Regions from separate parts of the Sus scrofa genome. Here regions 1 and 3 are each linked to region 2. Evidence: chromatin contacts called from public HiChIP or PLAC-seq data. All regions are on one chromosome and are shown on one strand. The core of a region is the stretch at or near the end of the contact, and the rest is flanking DNA. Distances in the headings are between cores, read along the strand shown.

The links. HiChIP or PLAC-seq counts read pairs in DNA pulled down with a chosen protein or histone mark.
Region 1: an H3K27ac HiChIP or PLAC-seq map of alveolar macrophages shows a contact between it and region 2. The contact joins the promoter of ARL11 here to the promoter of KPNA3 in region 2. A contact is called at or near these places in 1 of 47 Hi-C or Micro-C datasets (skeletal muscle) and 2 of 2 datasets of contacts at active chromatin or transcription factors (alveolar macrophages and skeletal muscle).
Region 3: an H3K27ac HiChIP or PLAC-seq map of skeletal muscle shows a contact between it and region 2. The contact joins the enhancer-like site here to the promoter of KPNA3 in region 2. A contact is called at or near these places in 2 of 5 promoter capture datasets (fetal liver and liver), 11 of 47 Hi-C or Micro-C datasets (embryonic fibroblasts, fetal heart ventricle, fetal liver and 5 more) and 2 of 2 datasets of contacts at active chromatin or transcription factors (alveolar macrophages and skeletal muscle).

Annotation. Positions count from the first base shown.
Region 1 is chr11:18,099,003-18,102,212 of Sscrofa11.1, reverse strand. It overlaps ARL11 (ADP-ribosylation factor-like protein 11), which reads left to right and starts at 1,788. Exons shown (of 2, transcript XM_005668400.3): 1 at 1,788-2,552. All of the region lies in intron 3 of EBPL (emopamil-binding protein-like), which reads right to left.
Region 2 is chr11:17,946,954-17,950,236 of Sscrofa11.1, reverse strand. It overlaps KPNA3 (karyopherin alpha 3 (importin alpha 4)), which reads right to left and starts at 2,027. Exons shown (of 17, transcript NM_001190230.1): 1 at 1,929-2,027. The coding sequence starts at 1,997.
Region 3 is chr11:18,077,572-18,080,791 of Sscrofa11.1, reverse strand. The region is part of intron 3 of EBPL (emopamil-binding protein-like); the gene reads right to left. Among named protein-coding and RNA genes, the nearest start is that of ARL11, 21 kb to the left of the region's middle. Within about 2 kb of position 1,736, at least 17 of the 83 cell types and tissues checked have an H3K27ac peak or open chromatin away from gene starts, as enhancers often do. A contact at or near this core is called in alveolar macrophages and skeletal muscle, where this site is marked.

The DNA of each region.
Region 1 (3,210 bases), core at 539-3,038, 150 kb before region 2:
GCTGGCCCTGTGGCCCCAGGCTTCACTGGAATCCTCAGGGCAGGAGTCTGGGAAGTGTGCCTCCCCTCATGTCACCTGCAGGCACTCAGCACCCAAGCAGCCTGGTATGGTGCCTCCAAGCCTTCAAGTCTACGGCTTCTTCCGTCTCTGCCCACCTCCCTTCTCCCCTCCCTTGGGCTCACACAAGGGGAACCAGGGCCAGAGTAGCACCCCTTTGCTCCCCAGCCTCCAAGCACAGGTCATCCTTTGCCTGCTGCACCGGTATCCTCTGCCAGTCCCAATCCTGCAAAATCCTGGCAAGATTCCCACTGATTCATCAGCCAGGCCCAGACAGAGCTGGGTCCCAAGTTCGTCTGATCGCCCAGCACCACAGGCAAGACAGACAAGCGCCCTCCAGACAGTGCTGGGCTGCTTTAAGACAGCGCACGTCCTTATAAAATCTGGTTTTAGCAATAATCCGAATCTCCACCCTCCATATCTGATCAGGTCGCTAATTCTCCACCGCCCCCCAGATGAAATCTGATCACCTTGGCCTGTCTTTAGTGAAGACCCCATTAGGTCGGTTTAGCCAGAACCCTGCTCTCCCCTGATGCTTCTTCTTAGTAATTTTCCATATCCACTGACACCCGCCCCCACCCCCAGCTCCTTGGCTATAAATCCCCACTTGCCCACGCTTTTTTCGGAATGGAGCCCAGTTCTGCACGAAGGTCTCTTCCCCTATTGCAGGACTATTCTGCAATAGTCCTGAATAAAACCTTTTTTTTTTTTTTCTTTTTTTACCACTTTAACCATTGTTCTGCTGTGGTTTTTCTTTGACTATAATTCTACCTCTAAATCCCTTCCATTATGCTTCAGTTTCTCACCAAAACGACTGTAGCCAGAACCACAGGCTCCCCCCAAAACCCAAAAGGACAGTGACATCAACAACATGACATAGTGGTGCCCGTGTTTCCAATTTTTCCCAATCGCTTCCTCCTGTTAAAATATAGCCACCTTACAACGACAGCCGCTACAATGAGGGGCTCGCCATTTGCAAAGCACTTTCTCAGTGAGCAACACGATACAATGAAAGAGAGATGAATTATAAATCTCAGCAAGATCATGAACAAATTCTCTCTCCCGTCTGAGCCATTTCTTCATTAGTAAAATGAGAGAATCCCAACCCCCATCTTGGTCCTTGACGATTTAGTAAAGAATGTGCCAGAAAGCAGAACTGTTACCAGCTATGAGCGCCAAGTCACTGGAGCTCCAGAGCCAAGTCAGAATCTGCTACAGAAGCAAAGGCTTCTGAGTGGTTAATTTTTTGGAAAATTCTATTTTTTGGAAGTATCATTTTTTTTTTTTACTGGGAAAAACAAAATGACATTGTTCAAGAAAAAAAAAATTAAGCAATAAGCTTAATCACCCTTAGTTCCACCTCATTAACATAACTTTTAATTTTTATGGTTTAACATATATATATTTATATACACACATATGTATGTGTATATGTGATACACACACACACATTTTGGTTTACCTGCAACATTAAACCTAATTTTTAAGAGTATTTTATTTTTGTTTGTTTTTGGTTTTGTCTTTTTGTCTTTTTAGGGCCGCATATGGAGGTCCCAGGCTAGGGGTCCAATTGGAGCTGTAGCCACTGGCCTACACCAGAGCCACAGCAACGCAGGATCCGAGCCGTGTCTGCGACCTACACCATAGTTCACAGCAACGCTGGATCCTTAACCCACTGAGCGAGGCCAGGGATGGAATCTGCCACCTCACGGATGCTAGTCACCGCTGAGCCGTGATGGGAACTCCTACAGGGTTTTAATCCTATTTGGGCAGCTTGTAAGCACACATGGTTCCAAGCAAATAAAAGAATCTCCAGGCACCAGAAACACACTGAGCTGAGGGAAAAGGGGGGATTCTCAGATTCCTCCACCAAGAGGATCACAGGATGGTGAGAGGAAGAGCAGTAGAAACAGCAAACGCAGATGTGGTCCTGAACGGGGGGCCCTCCCTGCAGCATAGAGTCTGAGCTGCTAAGAAGCAGGTGTTACTGAGGACGTTTTGTGCCTGACCCCAGCAGGTCTGCTCTCTCCCAGGGGCCAGAGCAGAGAGACGGCCTGCGGAGCTCGCCCTGCCCCCAACCACGTGGGAAAGGGAAACAGAAAAAGGAGAACCAGTAGCAGCCACTCGAGACTTCCCTCACCTCTCAATCGTGGGACCTGACTGAGCAGTGGAAAGCAGCTGCAGGGGAGGACACGGTCACAGGGGAGCTTTCAGCCACAGTCTAATCACATTGGGTAGTTTGTTTTTTTTAAGGGCCACACCTTGTGTCACACCACATGCAGGTTCCCAGGCTAGGGGTCCAATCGGAGCTACAGCTGCAGCTGCCGGCCTACAGCACAGCCACAGCAACTCTGAGCTGCGTCTGCGACCTACACCGAAGCTCACGTCAACGCTGGATCCTTAACCCGCTGATCGAGGCCAGGGATTGAACCTGCATCCTCATGGAGACTGGGTTCTTAACCCGCTGAGCCACAACAGGAATTCCCAATACTGAGGTAATTTTAATTTTTACTCTTCCACGCCTGCCATGAGGAACGAACAGAGGCTGTCTTATTTTCTTCCAGGGCCAACAGAAATGTACTCCTGGGGGTGAGATGTTCCTTCACCTGCTCCAGCCAAGGCTTCCCTAGACTAAGTTGGCATCAGGTCTTAGTCTTGGCATCTGGGATTCCTGTAATTCATGTGTAATGTTGTAGAGGTCACTTACCTCAGTAAGACACTGGAGGAAAGCCCTTTGCCCTGACTGGTACATCTGTCCTCAGTCAACAGTATTTATAAATAGCCACTGTTACAGGACACGCAGCCTGGTCCTATGGGGAGTTCCAAAGGCAGCAGAAGTTACCATGAGCCGACGGTCCCCCTCCCTCTGTGTCCTGACCCCAGGATAGCTTCCACTTCAGGGTTTAGGCTTCCAGGAGGACAAGAGAGGCTAGAAGCCACGGACCAGCAGGAATGGAAGAATCTTTCAGTCATTTCTACTGAACCAAGCTTGTCTAGCTGGAATTTGGTTGTGCCTCCTTGCTTTAACCACAGGGAATGTGAGCCTACATTCCATGTCTTGGGGCGGGGGGCTCCGCTCTGTAGGAGGCAGCCGGGAGAGATGGGTCAGCTGATTCACCCACCCCTACTTCCTGGCCCTTTCAGAGCCCAGGC
Region 2 (3,283 bases), core at 778-3,277:
TTGTCATAAGGCTTAAAAGAGGTATCATGAAGCTCTTAGTATAGTGGCTGCCACATGGAACTACCATTTGAATGTCTGCTATTTCATGCCTTAGTTATTCTCCCTCATGTATTCTAAGAATTGTAATGTGACCGCTATTTTCAGGCTTCATATCTTTTTTATGCATCTAGAAGTCACTGATCACATTCTGACCTTTAGCAGAGATACACTGTGTGCATATTATGCAAAGGAGTCCTTACTAGGTATCACTGAGATCCCCAAACACAATAGAGGCAAAAAAAAAAGGGGGGGGGGAAGAATGTTAATTAGTTCTTCTGTACAAACAATACAAGTATTTTTCAAACTACATTAAGTTTTGCTTTATGACAGAGGTAAGCTTCAAGAAAAATGACTGATGATTACGGTTCAAAATTACCTATCATCAAGAGGACCAATAACAAGAAGCAGTTCCAAATTTCTTACTGCTATTCTTAAGTTGCACTTTTGCTTACAAGTATTTCTCACTGTAAAATTGAACAATGACCAGGACAGAAAAAAGATGACTTTTATCTGTCTCAATAATATGAAAATTCCAAGGCATTTCCCTACGTTTTTCTCCAATTACTATTTAATTTTGTGGCTCCGAAAAACGGCCTCAGTTTTGTCTGTTCTTCTACAAAACAGAACACTGAACGGTATATTTTCCCCACCACCTTCTCTCTTTAAGACAGGATAAAATGCGCACTTCTTCGTCACACTGGCCGCTTAGCAAGAATGAGAAAACTGCAAATCATGTCACCTAGTAAAAGAAAAGAAGGCTGTGGACCTGAAACCACTTTCCCCCAACAATCCAGAGGTCAGAGTCCCAGTGAAGTTTGTGCATTACACTAACTACACTGCTTTTAGAAGCTGCAGAGAGACCTCTAGCGCTGCCTGGACAAGCCGAGTTTGCAAACAGTACCTGCTAATGTCACCTTAATGAGACAATGGCAACATGCTGAGTAGCAACGAACTGAGTGAACACGATCAATGTTTACAGTTTTGCAACCACTTGGAAATTCTACCAGCTTAGCGCAAGGCCGTATGAACCTATGTATCCAATTTATTTCAGTAAAACGTTTCAAAGACATGATTACCCTATGCACACCCTCACTACAAGAAAAGGCTAAGAAAAGAGGTCCTGTGAGCGGAGGTCGGAACAACGTCTCTTCCAAAGCCTCAACACAATAGACGGTAAACTATTGTCCACCTTCAGCTTGCTCCAAATGCCAGCAGTAACAGGAGTATGAGCTGGAAAAGCAAAGCGCGACTGGTCCAAAGAACCGCACTGGAATATAAGAAAATGGTCCTAGCGCATCCTACCCTCCCCCATTCACCACCCTCAAACAAGTCAGTTACCCGGCTGGTCCCCACCCCCCTCTGCGGGCCGCCACCGCCCGCCTGGGCCCGGCTCACAGAAGGTAGGCGCGGGGACCGGCAGAGCCGAGGCTCCATGTGCAGCAGCGCGGGAGGCACTGAGGGGGCCGCGCCGGGCAGGAGGCTGCACGGGCAGCGGGCGCGAGCCGTGGCCGCCCCCTCGGCGGGGCGGTCGATGGACCCGGGCGGCAGCATCCCCCCAGCCCGCGAGGCCCCAGCCCGCGGACCCCGCCTCAGCTCCACATCTCTTCCTCGCCGACAGCAGGCCGCGCCCGCGTGACGGGGCCGAAAACCCCGGCGTTTCCCGGACTCCGCGCCGGCAGCTTCGAGAGGCGGCTGCAGCCCGGCCCGCGTCCCGCCGCCCGCTCCGCCCAGCCCCTGGCCGCGGTGACGGGAGACGGTAGCTAACTCCGACCCACCGCGAGCCGGCGAAAACCAGCCCGGCGCCGGCCCCCCGCCCCTCCCCGCCGCCTCGGGGCCGGCGCGGCCAGGCGGGCGAGCCTGGAGGGCCCCAGCAGCGAAAGCACACTCACTTCCACATCTCGGCCCTTATTCTTAAAGCTCTTGATGCGGTGGTTCTCCAAGCCGGGGTTCTCGGCCATGGCTGCGCGCGGCTCCGGCGGCGGCTACTCCTGCGGCTGCGGCGGCGGCGAGTCTCGGCGCGGGAGGGGGAGGAGGGGGAGAGCGGGAGGGAAAGGGAGGAGGAGGGGGAAAGGCGGGCACGTTCCGTGACGCCTCCGAGCGCGAGGTGGCAGCAGCGCCGGGGGAGGCGCAGGCCGACAGACGGGCGGGGCGGGAACCGTGCTCTGGAACGGCGCGCTCTTGTGGAGGCCGGGGTCACGTGTCCGGGGCGGGCTCCGGCCTGGACGCTCGCCGGGCTGGATAAGTTCCACGTGGTACTCGGGATGACCCCGGCCCCAGCCCCTCCGCAAATCCTCCCCACAACCCCGCCGGGCTTCAAGTATGGTGCCAGCAATGGAGCCGAACTTAGCAGCTTTTACTGCCCCCGGGACGCGGGGTTGCGGGAGGAAACTACAGTTCCCAGCATGCCATTCCCTAGCGAGGGTAACTCTCCCGGCTTTGACAGAATCAGAAGAATGCCGGGAACCCTAAGCGCGCGTCTTTATGCGCGGCGCGCTCAGGGAGCCCGGGCGCGAGGCTCCGCCCCCAAGGCCGCCTCTGGGCGGGGAGTGGGAGGAGCTTCCTCGGAGACGGCACCTTGCGTCCTATTGGGAGGGAGGGGGCGGAGCTTCCTGGGAGGTGCACCTAGCTCCGTGTAGCCTAGAAAATTAGAAACCGATGCACGGCTGGTGCTTTGCTCTCTTGCTTCTTTGCGGGGGCGGGGGGGGGGGAGGGTGGCACGGGGGTCTCCTGAAATAGCAGCCACCCTCATTCGCTGTTCCTTTGCTCTGCTTTAGTTTTATAATTAGCATTTATTTCCACCTGACATGTATATATGTATGTATGTGATATGTGTGTGTGTCGATCTGGTTTACCGTATCGGAATTAGCTCAGTTAGGTAGGGACGTTAGGTATACTGCTGAATCCCTCCGTTAATACAGTGCCTGGCATGTCATGAATACTCAATAAATGCTTGAATAGATTAGTGCTCCGGCATCTGTCTTCATCATTCTCCCAAGCTCGGTTCTGCAACCTTCACTCTGGCAGGTCCTGCATTTCTGTACTCTCGATATTTCTGTTCCACCTCTGCACATAATCTTCTCGGCCCTCAGGAAGTAGTCAAGCCTTGGTCTGCAGACTCTTCCAGTCTAGCATCTTCCTTTAGGGTCATCGTAAGAATGATCAGGAGAAATGTGGATATATAACACTAATAGTTGCTTTTTGGGCAAGTGAGCTTCTTTGAATGTAGATGAAATAATGTAGTTTC
Region 3 (3,220 bases), core at 487-2,986, 130 kb before region 2:
TGAGGTTCGAGACAGATTCTGTCCCTGTGGCAAACTGAAGTGCAAACTCAACAAAGCCTCGCGGGTAGAGGTCTAAAGTGCTTGGGGACCCAGCAAGGAGGCTGGGTCCAGGGGACCCATGGATCCCTGGCGTGTGGACAGCCCCCCCCCAACACAACTAAGATCAGCCCGACAGCAACCCTATCCCCCCGCTGGAGACCTGGGGGCCCAGGCCTTGTCAGACTCGGTTTGGACGGGTAGGGGCAGCCGGGGGAGGACAAGCCTGGGGGGACCAGCTCAGCGGGTCTGGATGAAATGCGGGAGCTGACACTCCACAGTCGCAGCTGCTTCCAGCCCCCTCACTGCAGGAGGCTCCGTCCCTCCTTTCCCAGTTGCTCCAGGTCTCTTTCGGCCCTGATGTCAAATCCCCCTTTCCAGAAGCACAAGCAGAAGATTTCCTTAGAAAGGAAACCAAAAGATGCCGAGGACAAGGAATCACAAAAGCCCTGATGATGCAAAGCAACAGTGGCGTGAAAGTAGCTTGAACCCAGTCTTGGACAGACTGACGAACTCCCGGGAGCACAGTCTTGCTCTTTTCACCTTTTATTCTCTCTGACCTGCCTGCTCAGAAGCCCCAGGTTTGGGCCAGTTGTCCTGCTTCCGGTCTGAGCACCCAGCACGTTTAAGGGCTGGTCCTGAGACTGCCTCTCAGCCGGCGGCAGTGGGGATGTCGTATATTCAGGACCAGGACCACAGACCCAGTCAACGCTGAATAAATGTGTGAGCTTTTTTATTTGGTAAGAACAGCGGAGGGAGTGTGCTCCCCTCACAAGTGTGTGTGCCAAATACCATGACTCCGTTTCTGTTAAGGAGACGCTCAAAGCATCTTGCCCCGAATACCACAGGTCCCCACCCAGCATCCCCCAGTGGCAAAGATGGCAGGGCTCCAGGTTGTCCCCCCCACTGCCTGTGGCACGGGACTGATGCTCACGTCCTTCGCAGGTTCACTTCCGTAGAAGGAAGAGGATAATCCCTGTCCACAACATGGGACCATCGTGAGGAGCAGATAAACAATGAGCAGAAAGTGCTTTTTAAAAAAATTTCTCTCAGCAGTATTTTATAGTTTTTATTTTACTTTATTTTTATTTTGTCTTTTTAGGGCTGCGCCTGTGGCATATGAGGTTCCCAGGCTAGGGGTCTAATCGGAGCTGTAGCCACTAGCCTATACCAGAGCCACAGCAACACAAGATCCGAGCCGAGTCTGCGACCTACACTACAGCTCATGGCAACGCGGGATCCTTAACCCACGGAGCGAGGCCAGGGATTGAACCCGCATCCTCATGGATACTAGTCAGATTCGTTTGCACTGAGCCACGACAGAAACTCCAGAAAAGTGCTTTGAATTGGAATGAATGCACATGCAGGGCATTTGTAGTACACAGTCCTTTCCCTAGACACCAACCAACCTGGCAGCCCAAAGGTTTCACCCTCTCTGGCTCAGGCTTACCAAGTGCCTAAGGCAGATTCCAGAGGACATACCAAGAATCTGAAAGCCAACAAGAGGTTGGGAAACAGACCCCACAACTGGGAGGCTTTGAACTTGTGATTCCCCCCGAACTCACCACTACCTCCCACCCCCACCCCACCCTTCTCCTAAAGGCTCAGACACTAAAAATACCCCAGCCACCTGCTGCCCAGGGAGGCAGTAAATCACCAGCCCTAGAGCACCAGAATCTGGGCCGACGTGGCAGGTGGTGGCTGATGTGGGCCAGATGGGGCAAGTCCACTCGTCCCACCAGGTGGCCGGGATGGGGAGGGGCTGGGAGGAGGAGACTGCCCACAGGAAGCAGGGGCGCCGCTGCAGGTGCTCCTTGGGTGTAGGGTGACTGCAGGTGGGTGTGTCACGGGAGGGAAGGGGCCTCCCTGGGAAACGGCAGGGACTTCTATGGTGACAGGCAACTGCTTCACCACAAAGAATTAGGTCATCTCATCCAAATCCACACATCCGCCACTCAACTGCTGTCCTATCGTCCCAGGGCCACCAGAGGTCACTGTTACAGGGAACATGAACGGTTGTGGTCCAGCTCCGGACAGGCACGACTTTATGGGGACCGTTCAGACCCTGGACGCTCAGGGGCACATCAGTGAGGTCTGTTTCCTGCTTCCAGTTATAAGGGATTAGATCCCAGCCCCTGGGACCCAAATCAGTTCAACTCCCAACACAGAACCAAGAAATGCCAAAAATCTGTTCACGGTTACTTTGAGCACAGTGAATCAGAAACGAGAGGCCAAGACACTTTTTAACTAAAAAGTCACTTACTTTTTAACTAAAACACATCATCAACAAACACACTTGTGGGGAACAAGAAGCAGAGTGCTGTGGAGTGTTGCTCACATCTGAAAAAGTGGAGACCCTGATAGCATGTCCCCCATTTGTCACCCCCCCGCCCCCAGAAAAACCACTGCAAGAAAGGTAACTGCTGTCACAGGAGCACTGGGTCCAACCAGTGAAAAATACTAACAGAACAATGCAAATCACAAAATCAAAACAACACAATTAAGAGGCTATTCAAGTAGAATGAACAGACCCCGATGATCAGAAATGTACTGAGGTTAAGTTTTTTGATGAGAAAAAAATCCACAAAAGTGAAGAGTTTTCACAGATTATAGGTTTCTGGGAACATGTCTAACACCGTTGGACTAGAAAGAGCACATTTAAGTGAACCAGGTTCTAGTTTATTAAAAAACTCTATGGCCTTGGGCAGGTTACCTAACCCCTCTGAGCCTCTGTCTCCTCGTGTATGAACTGGACCTGTCCAAGGCCCCTTTAAACAACACATGCCTCTAGGATTCTAAGTGTGGCCTTGAGGGGGCCCTGTGCAGCTGGGAAGGTGGATTTCAAAAACAACAAAACAGTGCAGGGACATTTAAGTGACACACATAAGGGCTGCAAGAGTTTTGGAGTCCTCGCCTTCTGAGTCCTCGGGGACTGAGGGAAAGCTTCTGGGGGGACAGGGATTAAACACCTCAAACACAACCCTGCAGCACGCTCAGCACACTTGATCCCTCCCTTGAAGAGCTGGGAAGTGGCCAATCCAATATTTTAAGATGTCAACTTGATCTGTGTGGACGTAAACATCTAAGGAAACCGGTTTCCAAAAATAAATGCTAACGGCTACCCATCAACCTCTCGAAGCGCATGCATTTCTCCAGAATGGGGTATGTTCTGTAACACTATCCA